Regions from separate parts of the Hordeum vulgare genome. Here region 2 is linked to region 1. The links are chromatin contacts, called in public Hi-C maps. All regions are on one chromosome and are shown on one strand. The core of a region is the stretch at or near the end of the contact, and the rest is flanking DNA. Distances in the headings are between cores, read along the strand shown. Region 1 has its middle 64 kb from the start of LOC123439605. Region 2 holds the start of LOC123443114 (nuclear pore complex protein NUP35).

Region 1 (7,809 bases), core at 2,037-4,536:
ACAACATACAACACATCAAAATATCGAACGAATACCAAATTCACATGACTACTATTAGCATAACTTATCCCATGTCCTCAGGAACAAAAGTAACTACTTACAAAGCATAATCATATTCATGACCAGAGAGGTAATGAGTAGCATCAAAGATCTGAACATAAACTCTTCCACCAAGTAATCCAACTAGCATCAACTACAAAGAGTAATTAACACTAGCAACCTTACAGGTACCAATCGGAGTCGCGAGACGGAGATTGGTTACAAGTGATGAACTAGGTTTGGAGATGAGATGGTGCTGTTGAAGATGTTGATGGTGATGAGTCCCCTCCGATGAGAGGAGTGTTGGTGATGACGATGGCGACGATTTCCCCCTCCGGGAGGGAAGTTTCCCCGGCAGGATCGTCCTACCGGAGCTCTAGATTGGTTCTGCTCAAGTTCCGCCTCGTGGGGGCGGCGGCTCCTCCGGAAGCTCCCCTTCATTTTTTCTGGGACGAAACCCTCCATATAGCAAAAGATGAGTGCCGGAGGGGCAACAAGGGGCCCACAAGCCACCCAGGCCCGGCCAGGGGGGTAGGTCGGGCCTGGCAGGCTTGTAGCCTCCTGGTGGCGCCCCTGTGGTACTTCTTCCGTCCATTATTTTTCATAAAATCCAAAATAATTCCCCCTTGATTTTTACGGTTTTTGGAGTTGCGCAGAATAGGTATCTCAAACTTGCTCCCTTTTCAGACCAGAATTCCAGCTGCCGGCATTCTCCCTCTTCATGTAAACCTTATAAAATAAGAGAGAAAAGGCATAAGTATTGTAGCGTGAAGTGTAATAACAGCGCATAAAGCGATAAATATCAACATAAAAGCATGATGCAAAATGGATGTATCAGCTCCCTGTGCAGGCCCCTCCCCTCACCAGCTCCCGTCGACGCCCCCTCCCCTCACCGGCTCCCTGCGCAAGCCCCTTCCCTCACCAGCTCCATATGGCCACGGGCATGTATGTGTGCTCTTGCTAATCGGCGAGATTATGGAGCGTCACAGCGGCTCATCGTGTGATTTGACCGGAATCCCCTTTTTAAAGATGGAAGAGAGTTATTATTATCCATGTATGGTCGAGCATTTGTACCTCCTTATCTCGCCTCGAGAGGAATCTTGTTCCTATCCATGCGCGACTCGACGTACCCACCGATGAACAAGCTTCCTCTTTGTTTTTGTTTTCCTTGAGGGCTCCCAACGCCCCATTCTAGCCTGCACGTCCACCCTAGACTAGACGACGTCTATCAAACTTTTTTTGAAATTCTTTTGTGTGCGACGTCTATCAAAGGATGAAGCCGAAGTCGCCTTTTTTTTTGTCACAAAGGACCCAAGACGACACCTACCGAGACTTTCCTAGAAAATCCTATAAGTTGCTCACTATGTCCAATGAGACCTCCTATTTGCCGTGCGTTGGGTCAAGAGTCGTGCGCCATACAGGGGTGGCACCCCCGACTGGGCCAGCCCATCTTCGGCTCGCCCTCAACTAGGCCGGTCCAGCTTTTTTTTGTTTCTATTTTTTCAAATTACGGAACATTTTTTCAAATTTTGCAATATCTTTTTAAAAAATCTGAAACATTTTGATAAAAATTCCAGAACATTTTTTCAAATTCCAGATCATTTTTACAAAATTCCAGCACATCTTTTCAAATTCCAGAATATTTTTTAAATTCCAAAAAAAATCAAATTCCGGAACATTTTTTGAAATTCCAGAACATTTTTTAAACACAAAGAAAAAAAGTAAAACCAGTTTAAGGAATCTTCTAGAAAGTTCCTAAAACCGAAAAAACTGACTGGAAAAGTAAAACCGGCTATCTGAGTGGGCTAGCCCAATTCGCTGGCTTCAAGAACTGGCCAGTGCGAAAGATGGACATGTTGACACAGTAGGCGTCAAATAGGATTTTCCGCGTCCAGTTGTCGATGCTTGGTACACGGTGGCGTGAGCCGGCCTCGCGTTTCATAGATCCCGGCTTTGGGAACCTTATAGACTTTTTAAGTCGGATTTTAAGGTTTTGGAAACCTTTTAGAAGGTTCCCTGAACTGGTTTTTATTTTTATTTTTTACTTTTTCTTTGTTATTTTTTGTTTTTTATGTTTATGTTTTAAAAAAGTTCTGGATTTTTCAAAAAATGTCCTGGATTTTTTAAAAATTGTTCGGGATTTACAAAATGTTTTCTTCAAATTCGTAAAACGATTTTGACTTCTTAGAAAAAGTTCTGGATTTTTAGAAAATAGTTCTATTATTTTCAGAAAAATGTTCGGGATTTTCAACAATTGTTCTTCAAATTCTAAAAATGTCTTTGCTTTTTAGCAAAGGGTTCTGGATTTTAACAAAAGTGTTCTGGATTCTAAATATGCTCTAGAGTTTTTTAATGTTTTCAAAAAATGTTCTTGTTTTACGAAATTTGTTCTGAAAAATCAAAAAATGTTCGTATTTTCAAAAAACATTCACAATTATAAATTAGTTCAGTATTTTTAAAATTTATTATCATTATCAAAAATTGTTCTCAAGATTCATATAATATTAGTATTTTCAAAAAAATGTTCTGGATTTTCAAAAAAAAATTTCAAATTAAAAAAGTAAATTTTCTTTTTTGAAAGATTTTATGGATTGTTAAAAAATGTTTTGGATTTACAGAAAATGTGCTTGATTTTCTAAACTGTTTTTAAAAATGTTCTTAATTTTGGAAATTTGCAATATTCCAAAAATGTCATATTTTCAAAAATTATTTATTTATATAAATTTGTTCAGGATTTTTTAAAATTGTTCACATTATCAAAGTTTGTCCTCAACATTCAAAAAATGTTCGTGATTTAAAAAATTGTTCACACTTCCACATTTGATCTGGTTTTCAAAATTGTTCTCCATTTCAAAATTTTGTTCTAAAGAATCAAAAATATTCGTAGTTTACAATTTTGTTACCGGTCCCAAAGTTGTTCAATATTTTTCTAAATTACTCCTTGTTTTCAAATCTGTTCTTGATTCAAAAAATGTTCATGCTTTAAAAAAATGTTCACATTTTAAAATTTGTTTAAAAAAATCATGCTTTTAAAAAATTACCAAGAAATTCAATGTATTTTCCTTTTGATTTTAAAAAAAGAAATAAAGAAAATAAGCAGAAATGGATAAAAAGAAACAGGAAAAAAAGAAAAAATGTATGTTTTTCTTAGACAGAAACAAAAGCTGGGCCGGCCCAGTCGGGGGACGAACCCCGTGTGCGTGTCCCCGACTACGTGCCGCGCAGAGCGGCAGGTAGGATCTCCCGACTTTCTGCTTTGGAAATCCTACTTGACGTCAAATTGCTGGTGCTTCGCATAGGAGCCGAACCAGCAGGGCGGGTCCCATTTTGCGGTCCAGTTCAGTTTTTAACGGTTTTACTTTTCTTCCTTTTTACAAAAGAGTTTCCTTTCTAAAAACATGGGAAATTTAAAATGTAATTCTAAATTTTCAAAAAATGTTCGAGTTTTCTAAAACAAAATTCAATACAACACCTTTAAATTATTCAAGCATTTTTTGTGTGTTTTTATAAAACTTGATGTGCAACTCATCTAGCCGGTCGTCGCCTCCCCAAAGAGCTAGTGTTCATCTGCCTCCCGCCCACACCATCGTTGGTCCACCCCGTCTTCAATGGCCTTAGGGCCAGGGAGTTGGAGTGGACCCCGACGCTTGCCGGTGGGAAGGCTAAGTATATATATATATATATATATATATATATATATATATATATATATATATATATATATATATATATATATAATAGTTTTGTTAGGGTTTGTGTTCTTCTCAGGAAGGCAAGACGGCGACGGTTCTCAGAAGATTGAATAAAGGTCTTCCCGTCTAGTTCCCGTTCTATTGAATAAAGGTCTTCCCGTCTAGTTCCCGTCTATCATTATTAAAGATCAATAGATTGAAAGGTTTTCCCACAAAAACTAAAATAAAATAAGAAAATGATGATGTTTAAAATAAGTTTATATATGCAAAACATATTTGCGAATTTTCAAAAATAATTTGAGGGTTTTAAAAGATTTGTTTTTTGGGGAAATGATCATCTTTTCAAAAAAAAAGTTTTCCTTTTCAAGAAAAATGTGTGAATTTGAAAAAATGCTCCCAAGTTTCACAAATGTTATTGTGTTCAAATATGTCCACACTTCTAAAAACGTATTTGTTCTAAAAACTAATGAAAAAATAAAAATAGAATGATACAGTAGACAGCCAACTACAATAGACTTATATTTTTTGACAATGTCATGAAGCTTTATGAAATCGTCACAATGTTTACAAGGATATAGGTAAGAAACGGGAGCTGATCTAACCAAACATGCCGACTAGCCCCTAAAGGATAACACATGCTTCGCGAAATTATGAGTTTCCCCATTCAAATTCCTAAATCGTTAATAAAGTTGCACCTAGAAAAGGTAGTAGCACGACCAATGATTTCACTAGAGATCGCACCATATCTCGTTGCACTTTCTTACTTGATGTCGTATATCAACACCTTGCAATCTGATGCCATATGGATCTGATGAACGTAAATATCATTAGCAGGCGCCAAAGCTTCCCTCCAAGTTGGTGCCTCAAGAGTTGTTGGATCAAAAAATACCTCTGGAAACTCTGGTGGAAGCTCCTAAATATGCTTCGTGTTGATCTCTACACACTACTTCAAGTACACCAACATATCCATTTTCTCGCAAGTGTAGGCTAGAGTAGGCGTGTCACTACAATGAGCGATGGGCTGGTCGATTCAGGGCGCACTGTGTGTGGGAGGGATTACTGGGTTGGCCTAGTCAGGTATTGCTTGTGCGGGAGGTCGATTATTGGCCGCAAAGAGCAGCACAGAAGAGCTGTTTGTGCTCACATAGGAGCACATCAGAACATTACGAAGTAGGAGGTCTTGCCTAAAAGGCGATCCAGGTCAATACTATTGGGCTGGCGAAGTATTGGCTGATATATTATAAATACAAATATTTCAAAAGTTAATTCACTTTACTTTGGAAAAAAGTTCGCCGTTAGCTTGAAAAATACAACAAAGTGTAGATTGTTTGTTTGCATAAATTTTTTAAAAAACATGTACCATTAATTTAAAAAATTGATCATGACTTTTAAAAATGATCACACCCTTTTAGAAATTGTTTGTGGTATTTAAACAAACGTGTATATAATGTAAAAAATGTTTCGTACCATTCAAAATAATGCAAGTGACATTTAACAAAAGAATTACACATAAAAAAATGTTCATGTACTTTTAGGAAAGAATGTTTGTACGATTCACAAAAGCGGTCAACGTGTTGATTTCTTTAACATATATTACAGAAATGTTCGAACAATATGTATAAAAAAAGGCGTCACGTATTTAAAGAATGATAAACCATGCATAAAAATTCCACATCTATTTGAAAAATGTACAACTTATATTAAGAAGTAGATATGTATTTGAAGAAGGGATAAAAAGCATAACAATTTAAAAGAGAACAAAATCACGAAAGATGGTCTAAAGAGCCTTCCAAAAACCGCCTTAATGGTCTCGGCCACTAAAGCGATTGTGGAGCTAGAGCCAGAGGCGACACAAGCTACATCTCAGGGCAAGCGAGACATAGCTCCCGCAATGTGGTATTGCTCAGGGAAAACCGAAAACAACTAGTTGACGAGCGTTTTTTTAGGAGCCTTTCAACGATTGCTTTCACGCGTTGTTACTTGGTACGTTCTCAGCCGCTGTCACGTGTTGTGTTTTTAGTGTTTACTTTAAATTTCGTTTTTATTTTCATTTTTTCACATGCATTTTTAGCTTTTTAGGTGATTTTTTCCACTGTTCCGGTTTTTCATTGGTATTTTTAGCTTTTGACAAAAAACAAAAGTAAAAAAATTGTGTCAAAAGACACATTTTTTTCTTTTTTGCAAAATACATTTTTTCTTGCACGAGAGGCACGCCCATGCCTCTCGTAAATAAAAAATGCACTATTTTCCTTTCTCAAGAGGCATAGTTTTAATTTCGCGGGAGGCGGGGATTTTCTTTGGCGAGAGGCACGACCATGACTCTTGAAAAAGAAATAAAAATGCATTTCTTTTCTTTCGCGAGAGGCATGGTTTTGCTTTCGTAAGAGGCACAAATTTGCTTTCGCGAGAGGCACAATCATGCATCTCGGAAACGAAAAAGAACTGTGTTTTTGGTTATTTTTTTCTTTCGCGAGAGGAACATATTTGCTTTTACGAGAGGCACGACCGTACCTCTCCGCAACAGAAAAAACATATTGTTTTTCTAAAAAAGTCGCGAGAGGCACGGTTTTGCTTCCGATAGAGGCATAGATTTGCCTCTATGAGAGGCACGGCCGTAAATGAAAAAACCTTTTGAAAATAGGAATGGTTTTTTCCTTTCGCGAGAGGCATGGTTTTTTCCTTCCGGTTTTTTGTGAAAAAAAAAATTCATCAAAACCTATCAACATGGCATCTAGTTTTGAAGATCTCGATGAAAGAATTCAACGATGAAAACGGTTTGAGATTTGAACGCATGATTTAAAAGATAAAACTTTAAAAATACGGATCTATGAAAAAAAACTTTTAGGTTGCGATAAATGACACACATGTAGTGCATCATTTGTCCTAACGTAGGGGATGAGAGTGCTGTTCGAAAGGAGTACTCTTCAATTAGTGATTTCGGATAATCTTCCTTCTATTGTTTGGTGTTCGCATAGGACTGATTGTGCTGGCCCGAGCCAATTTTTGGAAACCAGAGCGTTGGAGTTGTGATTTCTTTTATTTTTCTCATGTTCTTTTTTGCTTGGTTTTCTGTTGGTTTTTTATTTTTGAGTTATTATGATTGTTCTATTGTAAAATTTTAAAGTGAACCATGGAATGGTATGTGCATGTAAAATTTAAAATTTATGAAAAATACATAGAGTTTGCTGTTAATGCATGTAAAAATGGTATGTGCATGAAAAAGGTCCATGTATCTTAAAATAAATAAATACCTAGAAAAATTGTGCTTTAAAACAAATCATGCATATATGGAAAACGTTTGTGCATTTTTCAAAAAATCATTTCTGTCACAAGTTGCATATAAAAATAAATACAGATGTAGCTCTGAAAACATGTGCATATTATAGAAAATTGATATTAATTCACATGGTTAAAAAGAAATGTGCTTATATGTTAACTGAAAGAATACAGGTAATTTATCTAAAATAAAGGAGTAAAATGAAATGAAGCCAAAAAAGAAAAAACTACTGGCCTATATATATTCAGAAGTAATGGCTCCCATCCAGTTAGGAATGGCGAGGTCGGTCATTGCTTATGTTATCTGTGCAGACAGGCCATTGCTCATTACTAGTCTGTCTCGGTGCAACCCACACGGCCTGTAATCAGTAAACAATGTGTGGATGGGGCGGTGTGATCTGATCTCCCGCCCGCCCATGCAGACATGGCTCCAGAGAGGAGCTCCATCCGTCCGAGGTACTCCTAACCAACATCAACAGATGGGCGGCGCACTGCACGCCATCAACGTATACGTACGGACGGGTTCGTGCTCCAGTCTGGATGCACGCATATGCAGGCCCATCTGCGGCGTTACAGCCTACGTAGACGGTAGATGTAGATCCATCCTTCCCGTCCAACTCTTTTAGTATTATAGTCTGAATTAAGCCTGCATTCAAATTCAAAATGGCGGCATGTGAAGACGAACTACAGGAAAATAAATTCGATCGTCGTTTGGATTGGCTGGTCCGTGAGTTAGCTAGCTAGCTACCTCCATAGAACTCTGCTGATCTCTGTGTGTGTGTGAGAGAGAGCACCCAACGGC
Region 2 (7,809 bases), core at 3,117-5,616, 79 kb after region 1:
GACAGATGATTCATCTGCCATATGCATGCAACTCCAGAACTTGTAATCCTTGGGGCCAAACACCATGTAACGGCATCACATCAACAGAAGCAAGCAACAAGAAAACATATGTTATATCCTCGTTTTGCCTTGATACATCGCCAACAAATTTTAGAGGCCAAACATCACGTCCATGACTTTGGACAGGACCGATTTCGCGGGCGAAGCGATGGCTCCAGGCGCCCCACGGTTGCTCTCGTTGCCGTTTTGCAAGGAATTGTTCGGCAAAGGCGCCAGCGTGTTCCTGGTGGCAAAACCGCTCGGTGCAACAGCCTGCGACGGAAATGGAACCGACATGCCGCCGTTGTAGGTGTCATTGGTGTTTTCGTTCAGATACGGGCGCTGCCATGGATCCACTTGCTTCACCCCAATGATAAGAACACTGTTTAGCTGCTGACCATGCTTGGCGAGCGCTTTCTGCGCATCATGACGGCTCTGAAACACATAAAAGAAAATACAAATCAGCAATGAGACAGATGCACTACCAACAAGGCGCCGAACTGGGGCCTTAAAGTGGAATCTTGCATACATCTACAAACTGTTGGCATGTTTCAAGTTTCAACTAGAGTACATTAGCAAGGCCCCACTTCAAATAATTGGTGCTAGGAAAAGCTTATCACATCCAAGGCACTGTGTCATAGTAAAGGACAATCAAACTACAGGGCAATATTGACCATTGTGTCCATCATCACTTCATATGATATGCTGATATAGTATAGTAGGTGCACAGAAGGAACTGTTTTGTTACTTACGGTCTGTTTCAGTCTTCATTTCATTTTAATTATCAGTTCATAAACAAATACATAAGCTAGCAAAAAATATGATGTATTTAGCCGATTCTGTGATTTTGATACTCCCGATACACCCATATGTTTCAGACCATCAAAGTCGTTAAAAATTCTGGAAAAACACTGACACTGCATGGATCTATCTTGTCACAAAATTTCAAATGCAAGCTCAATACGTAGCTCAAGAAGCACAAATGACAGTGCTGACAGTGATAATGGGCCAAAAAGTCACAAGCCCAATTTGAATGAACATCTTCATCTTTTCTTGTTTTTTATGACTTTTGAAGTGGTGTCTGCAGGCAGAGTACCAGAGCACTCCATGTTTTTGAGGATACACCCTCACGCACAATGATATTTATCCTATCAGATTACTTTCAGGCTAATATTTTCATTATGAGTAGGGAAAAACAGAGATCTGTATATTATAAGTATCAGTGCTCAAACAATTAAGTACAAGTTTACCTGATACAAGATATGCATCCAGTTCGCATCCCTCGGACCAGTAACGTGTCTCAAGACTAAACCACATTTCTCAAATTCTCTCAGTACAAAGTTGGTATCAGCCGGCAGAAAACTGGCAGAAACAAGGCAAGTAGCATGATCAGACAAAGAATACATAAGCACATTTTAATCCGGACAGGAAAATTAACCAATGAACTAGATCATGCATCGGAGAGGATCTGCTTCAAACGACATAGCTTAAGAAAATATACATTCAAGTACAACAATAATAATCATGTCTGTATATCAGAAGCTGAACAGATGCAGGGATATAACTGGCACCATGGGGATGCCATCTTATTGATATGTTCAAGAAACGTCTCCATATGCAACGATATCATAGGTGTATCCAACGCCTAGATGCAGAACTTACATAAGGTTCCTAAAACAATTTATTGCTAGATTACCAGCTGTTCTCATTGCTCAACCTCCTAAAGTAAGGTGAGGCGAGGCGCCTAACCCCCCCGCCTTACCTTTGAAGCATGTAAGGCGAGGCGGTAAGTCGAAGGCAACGTCTTAGATATAGAAGGAACAGAGAAATCAAGCAGTTTAACACATAAAATGCAAGGGAAAATAAGAAAGACCGAGAGATGGGCCACTACCTATGCACTTCAGTTCCCTGTGGCCCAAAACACCATATAGTAGCTATATACTCCTACCGTGGGGAGCGAATGAGGAGCACTCGGTGCTCCACCCCCCTATATTAAAAAATAATTTAGTAATTCAAAAAAAAGAGTAAAATAGTCACAGAACTTTTTTAGAATCCAATATGGCTAGGTAATGTACTCGTATAAAAATTTGGCTAAGTAATTATTCACGTTGACTTAGGGCAAAAAAACAACAACATTATGACGACAATATAGCATGAATAGTACTTTTATCTAGTTTTTTTTGGGAAATCTTTGATCCCGGATGCAATGAAAGTAATTCCCTGTTTAATCTTTTTATACGAGTGCAATAGTTGGTCATGTTTGATTCTATAAAAAGTTCCGGGATTTTTTTGACTTTTTTTCAATTACTAAATTATTTTTGAATATAGGGGGGCGTAGCACCTGAGAACTCCTATGCACTTTCGTCCCGTGACCTAATTCCACTATCCTCACTCCTTCCTCACCACAGCCACCGCACACCTTTTGCTCTCTTTCCTCGTTGTAGCAGCACACAACCCTAAAACTCATCCTTTTTGATCATGACCCTAGCCTTCTCTGATTCTCCCTCACCGCAGCATCCCTTCTTCCCCAACAGCAGAGTAGATCCGGCAAGGGAAGGCAACAGGAACAGGGGAAGCAGGCGCATAAAGGGATGCTCGCCGGAGTGTTGGGGTTTGGTGGGGTCATCGTCTTCAAGGCCCAGAAGCAGCCACAATGATAATGCCGCGAGGAACAGGCGGTAGCAGAGACCTCTGACAACAGTGGACCTTTCACTGAAGTAGCCATACATTTCATATCTAAGGCAGGGTGGACGCCTTACCATCCCGGGGCGCCTCAGCGCTTAGGCGACACATTAAAAACAATGCTACCTACTTTCAGATTAGCTAAGTTTCGACTAACTGTAGGTATCTGTAACAGGAGCACAAATGATGAAATGAGAAAGCATAGAAAACCATCATTCTTTGGCAGAAATAAACCCATCGAATATGGACATTAAATCACTCCCACTCACACAAGGTCGCAGAAGAATACACATAGCCAATAGTAAGCTATCACAAAGCCAACAAATGTGCAAGGGTACCAAATCGTAAATATACCGTGTAACTGTATAATACAGACAGCATGTGTTAATCAGGAAATGCAGTCCATAGCCTAATACACATGTGAAATAACAAGAGAACTTTAACAGTTCCTCATCAGACACAGCGGGCAGGGTTGTTTTGTAACAATTGGCACATAAAGCTTGAAAATGAATAGCTCTCAGACTATAAAAGCCAGAAAATAAATTTCATCAATCACAAATACTAAGAGGTTTCTACAAAGTGCACACGTCGATGGCTCGAACCACCAAAATATAGTCTAGTCTAGAAAATTAGCGAAACTGAATTGGTTAATGTGCTCACGAGTTCGGTGATTTGGTCAGAGTCAGCAATAGTATAATAATGGTACTATGTCCTAAAATTATCATCATTTTAAGCACCATGGTGTTTTTTTAGCTAATTTCATATAGCTAATCTTGGTATCAAAAACACAATTAGATCACGGTATGTCGAAACTGCATCACCCAATGACCACATGGTTCTGTCTGATTGCATACAACTCCTACAGGTATACCGCATACAAGACATACACGAGTCTCCATTTTTTGTACACTGATCCACTTCAAACACTTACAAATCACTTAAACAACCCTACCTATAATTGCAACAACACCTAAAGTATAGACATACACAACTATATGAACCCAACGTCACAAATTCCATCATAATCTAGTGCATTCTTCATATCGAGTCAGCAAGTGGAGAGGGGGACATACCCGAAAACGGTGACCCATTCCTCCTCGTCGACCCGGCCAGTGGAGAGCACCGAATCCCTCGGCATCTCCGGACGCGCGACCTCCCTGGGCGGCGGCAGCGTGATCAGCGCCACCTGCTGCTGCTGCTGCTGCCCGGACGCCGTCGGCGGAGACTGCTGCTGATGTACGACTCCGTCGACCGGGGAACTATCCCTGGCCTTCTCCTCCCTCGAGGGGGTCCACCACGCCGCCGGGGAGGGGGAGCCGTTGGAGCGCTGCGGGGTGGAGAAGAACCCCCCGCGAGCGGGCGGAGGCGACGGGGACATGGCCTCCTGCGGGGGCGCGTGGGGCGGCGGGGAGGGGGAGTGGCGGGACAGGTCATCGAGGGAGAGCAGCGGGGGAGGCGGCGGCGGGGTGGAGGCCTGGGCCTCGCGGCGAACGGACGCCGGGGGCATGCGGAAGGACGAGGATACCGGGGACGAGAGGTCCCGCAGGAACGGCGACTGGTGCCGCCGGTGGTCCGGCCTGGTGGCGCTCATCGCGGCGGCGAGGAGGAGGAGGAGCAGAAACCCTAGCGACACGATCGACTGTCTGTCTGAGTGTGGCTTTGGGTTTATCGACGCGAGCGAAGGCGTCAGCAACGGAGGCTCACCGACTGACTTGTGGACCCGTGACTGGTGGGGCCTACTTGAAGGGAAACACACGAGACGAGAGGTTACTGCGAAGGCGTAACTGTTTCCGGGTCAAAAAGTTGAAGCAGGCAAAAATGGAGGTTGCGACGGCGACGGAGGCGTCGGCGCCGGCGGCGGGCGGCGGGGCGAGCAGGCGGGGGCACCCGTTCCCGTGGCTCGACGTGGCCATCTCGGAGCCCTACTACTTCCTCCACCTCATCGCCTTCTTCTCCTACTTCGCGGCCCGCACCACGGCGCCCTCGGCCGAGGACGACGCCGAATTCCACAGCCGCCTCATCCGACGGGTGAGATCCCGCGGTCACCGATTCTAGATCCGGAACGTGCCGTCACGCCGGTCCTTTGAACTGCTTTGGCTCACGCGGATCGGCGCCTGTGTCTGTTTCTGCAGGAGATCCAGGCGGTGCTCGTCTTCCTGGTGCTCTTCACGGTGAAGGTACGGTGTTTAATGACCACCATTAGTGTTTCCGAGTGAAATTTCCCCTGTACCATACTGGAATTCGGCCATTCGACTGGTTGGAGTACTGAGCTGCGTGTGAAATAGAGCTGGAAATGTACAATTTCCTAGCTATGCTAGCGTGACCATAATGCCACTACGAGATATGATGCTCATTAGTCATGTTTCTTTTTTTTAATTTTTTACCTATGCATTCGGGGTCAGTTAGGTCTGAAACGCAGGTCTCTCAAAAGCACTTCTATGATTTGTATGGAGAATGAAGCCTGTAATTTGCTGATCACATAATGTAATGCTTACCAGATTGTGAAGGAGGAACACTGGGAAACATTCATCGCTGATTCATTGCTCTATGCAAAGGTGTGTTAGTATGGAATGGCTGTGTTCTCTTGATTTGTTATCAACTTATCATTATTTTGGGTTTTTATGTAACTTCTAGGCAAGGGTAAGCCAGGTTACTTAAAAACATTGTTGTTCCCTACTACGGTTGATATTGCTAAATATGTTAATGCTTCTTATATGTTCTTGTTTTGCTTTGCAGGGCCTCTTGTTGGTGGTTACTTTTGTTATTGATTATTGGTTGACTGTCGGCTACTTACTGGGATTTATTGGTATGTTTTAATTTATCTTTGGGTTTTATTGGTGTGCATTCTTATCAACTGCAAAGTAAAATGCCTATCGTGTTTTATATCACCCCCTTGACAATACATTCAAGTCTTGAGCACTTAATGGAGAATTTCCTTCTTCTCTGAATCTCCTACAGTGTTCATTCTGTGGTTCATATTTTTGCTGGATCTGTATTCATGCAATGCTATTTTTAATGCTTGATTAAACTGCTCTCAATCATTTTCCAACACAACTTGTAGGTTATATTAGTTTATGTAGCAGTCTCTTAGTTTGATCGATGTTATGATGTAACGTTTGTACCCTTGTCCTGCATACTGAATCTGTCTATTACTTAGGCTGTGTTTGGTTGGGCTTCCATAGCCAACTTCTGCTTTGCAAAAGCAGAATCTGAACCAAAGGGGTGGTAGCTCACAGCAGATTTTGAAAAGCCACAACTTCTCGGTAGTGTAGTTTTCGCATCAGCTCGCAGCAGGCTCGAACCAACTTCTCGGCTGTGAGAATCAGATTCTGGGCAAAAATTACCCACGCTGCCACTCCCAAGTCAATACCGATTCATTTCTTTTCCCTCTCAGCCCTGACCAAACAGCACTGACGACCTCCTGCTCCCTTTTCCTCCCCGCACGGGCTAGGGTTCCTAGCCGCTGCCGCCACTCCGGCCGGCCCTTTGCCGTGGTGCTGCTCGTCAGGTCGGACCCTTCGCCGCCCCTCCAGGCTTCGTGCATCGAGCCCTTTCCATCCCTCCACCCCTCGAGCAAGCCCCAGCTCCGGTTGCCTGCGTCCCCCATCTCCGACTTCCCTCCCGCGCCTAGCATCCCAGAAACACTGACGCGGCCGTCGGCGTCAAGATTCGTGGTGATCGCCTCTTGTTCCGTCCTAGGTCGTCGCTGCCCTAGTTTGACGCCTCATCTTCTTGCAGACGTCCAAGCTAGCCGGCTGCGGGCAAGCTCTGATCCAGTCAGCTATGTTTGTGATCTGCTTGGCGTGCTCTACTGCAGCTGGCTGTGCTTGCTGTGTGTTAATTTCAGAGATAGATTTGGCAGTTTGAGAGACAGAAAACTGTCTGGTAATTTCAGAGATATGACACTGTCTAGTACAGTAGTATGTGTCCACGATTAGTCATATTACATACATATATGGTATACATAGGTAGGTCGTTAGTCATATTCTTACAGTCACGATTTATAATAAAATCACATAAAATAAGTAAACTCACATCTTTTAGCTTAAATTTTTGGGTTACAATCCCGTGATAAACATTGTAATTATTTTCATGAAAATAGGTCAATATGCTAACTATTCTACAATTTCAGTTAGTACGGATTGATGACTTTCACTTAATCCAGGGCAATACGGACAATTCACAGACAAAGCTACAGTTTGACAGTTGTTTCAACCAAACAGCTTCCAACTTTTCCACAGCTGAAAGTTCACAGCAGCTTTCTCACAGCTCACAGCTCACAGCAGTTTTTTCAGAATTTGCAGCTCAACCAAACACAGCCTTACACTGTGTCCCTGATCATCAAACACCCATCCAAGTTTGCAATACGAATCTGTAGCCATGAGATTAGTAGCACTAGACTATAAAAGACTGTGAATGAATTAATATTCAATAACTGAAATTGTTAAACTGCAATTTTATTGATGTGGAATTCTTCTTAAAACATTACTCAGTCCGTAAAGAAAAATAAATACCACACGATGTTTCCTACTGGATCACTGAGAAAGAATATATGCTATGGAACAAGTGTCAGCTGCAACTTGCAACGTAATTTTAGCCGAAACTCTTATCAGATTATCCATCCCATGCTTGTAGCATAACATCAAGGACCATAAAAATGAGATCGGGACCATCTTCTTTAGGCAGAATGCGAACAATTTTGTTTCCTTGTTCTATGTAGCATGGCAAGACACTCCCACGCCCAGCAAGATCCGCATTGACTAGCTCTGATATGAGTGACATACTGTGTGGCAATGCTGACACCAGTGGCATTGCAGCAGTCACCACAGCGGAGTACCAAGTGTATTTTTGTGTGTGTCAAGTTATGAGCCATTATGCTAGTCATAGTACAGAAAGCATTGAAACTACCAAGGAGAAATATATCTGACATGGAGCACACTGGTTGGGGATTGCCTACTTGGTCTTCTCAGATTTCCTGATTTGTCTAAGTCTTGATGCATCTTAATATTCTGATTTCAAGATGCATTCAAATCCTATCAGAAATTTTTCCTGGCAGTAAAATTTGAGATATGCTGTGGATACAATTTT

What was found. Hi-C and Micro-C count contacts between places; a contact is called where the count stands out from the background.
Region 2: a Hi-C map of leaf shows a contact between it and region 1, with 4 times the contacts expected there. The contact joins the promoter of LOC123443114 here to the enhancer-like site in region 1. A contact is called at or near these places in 4 of 6 Hi-C or Micro-C datasets (leaf and seedling) and 1 of 1 datasets of contacts at active chromatin or transcription factors (embryo).

The regions. Positions count from the first base shown.
Region 1 is chr3H:95,778,730-95,786,538 of MorexV3_pseudomolecules_assembly, forward strand. No RefSeq gene overlaps it. Among protein-coding and RNA genes, the nearest start is that of LOC123439605, 64 kb to the right of the region's middle. Within about 2 kb of position 3,287, at least 2 of the 3 cell types and tissues checked have open chromatin away from gene starts, as enhancers often do. A contact at or near this core is called in leaf, where this site is marked.
Region 2 is chr3H:95,856,365-95,864,173 of MorexV3_pseudomolecules_assembly, forward strand. LOC123443114 (nuclear pore complex protein NUP35) reads right to left here and starts at 4,367. Exons shown (of 3, transcript XM_045119378.1): 1 at 3,795-4,367; 2 at 1,290-1,401; 3 at 1-474. The coding sequence starts at 4,312. The coding sequence ends at 151. It overlaps LOC123443115 (thioredoxin-related transmembrane protein 2), which reads left to right and starts at 4,496. Exons shown (of 11, transcript XM_045119379.1): 1 at 4,496-4,749; 2 at 4,854-4,898; 3 at 5,220-5,276; 4 at 5,458-5,527. The coding sequence starts at 4,540.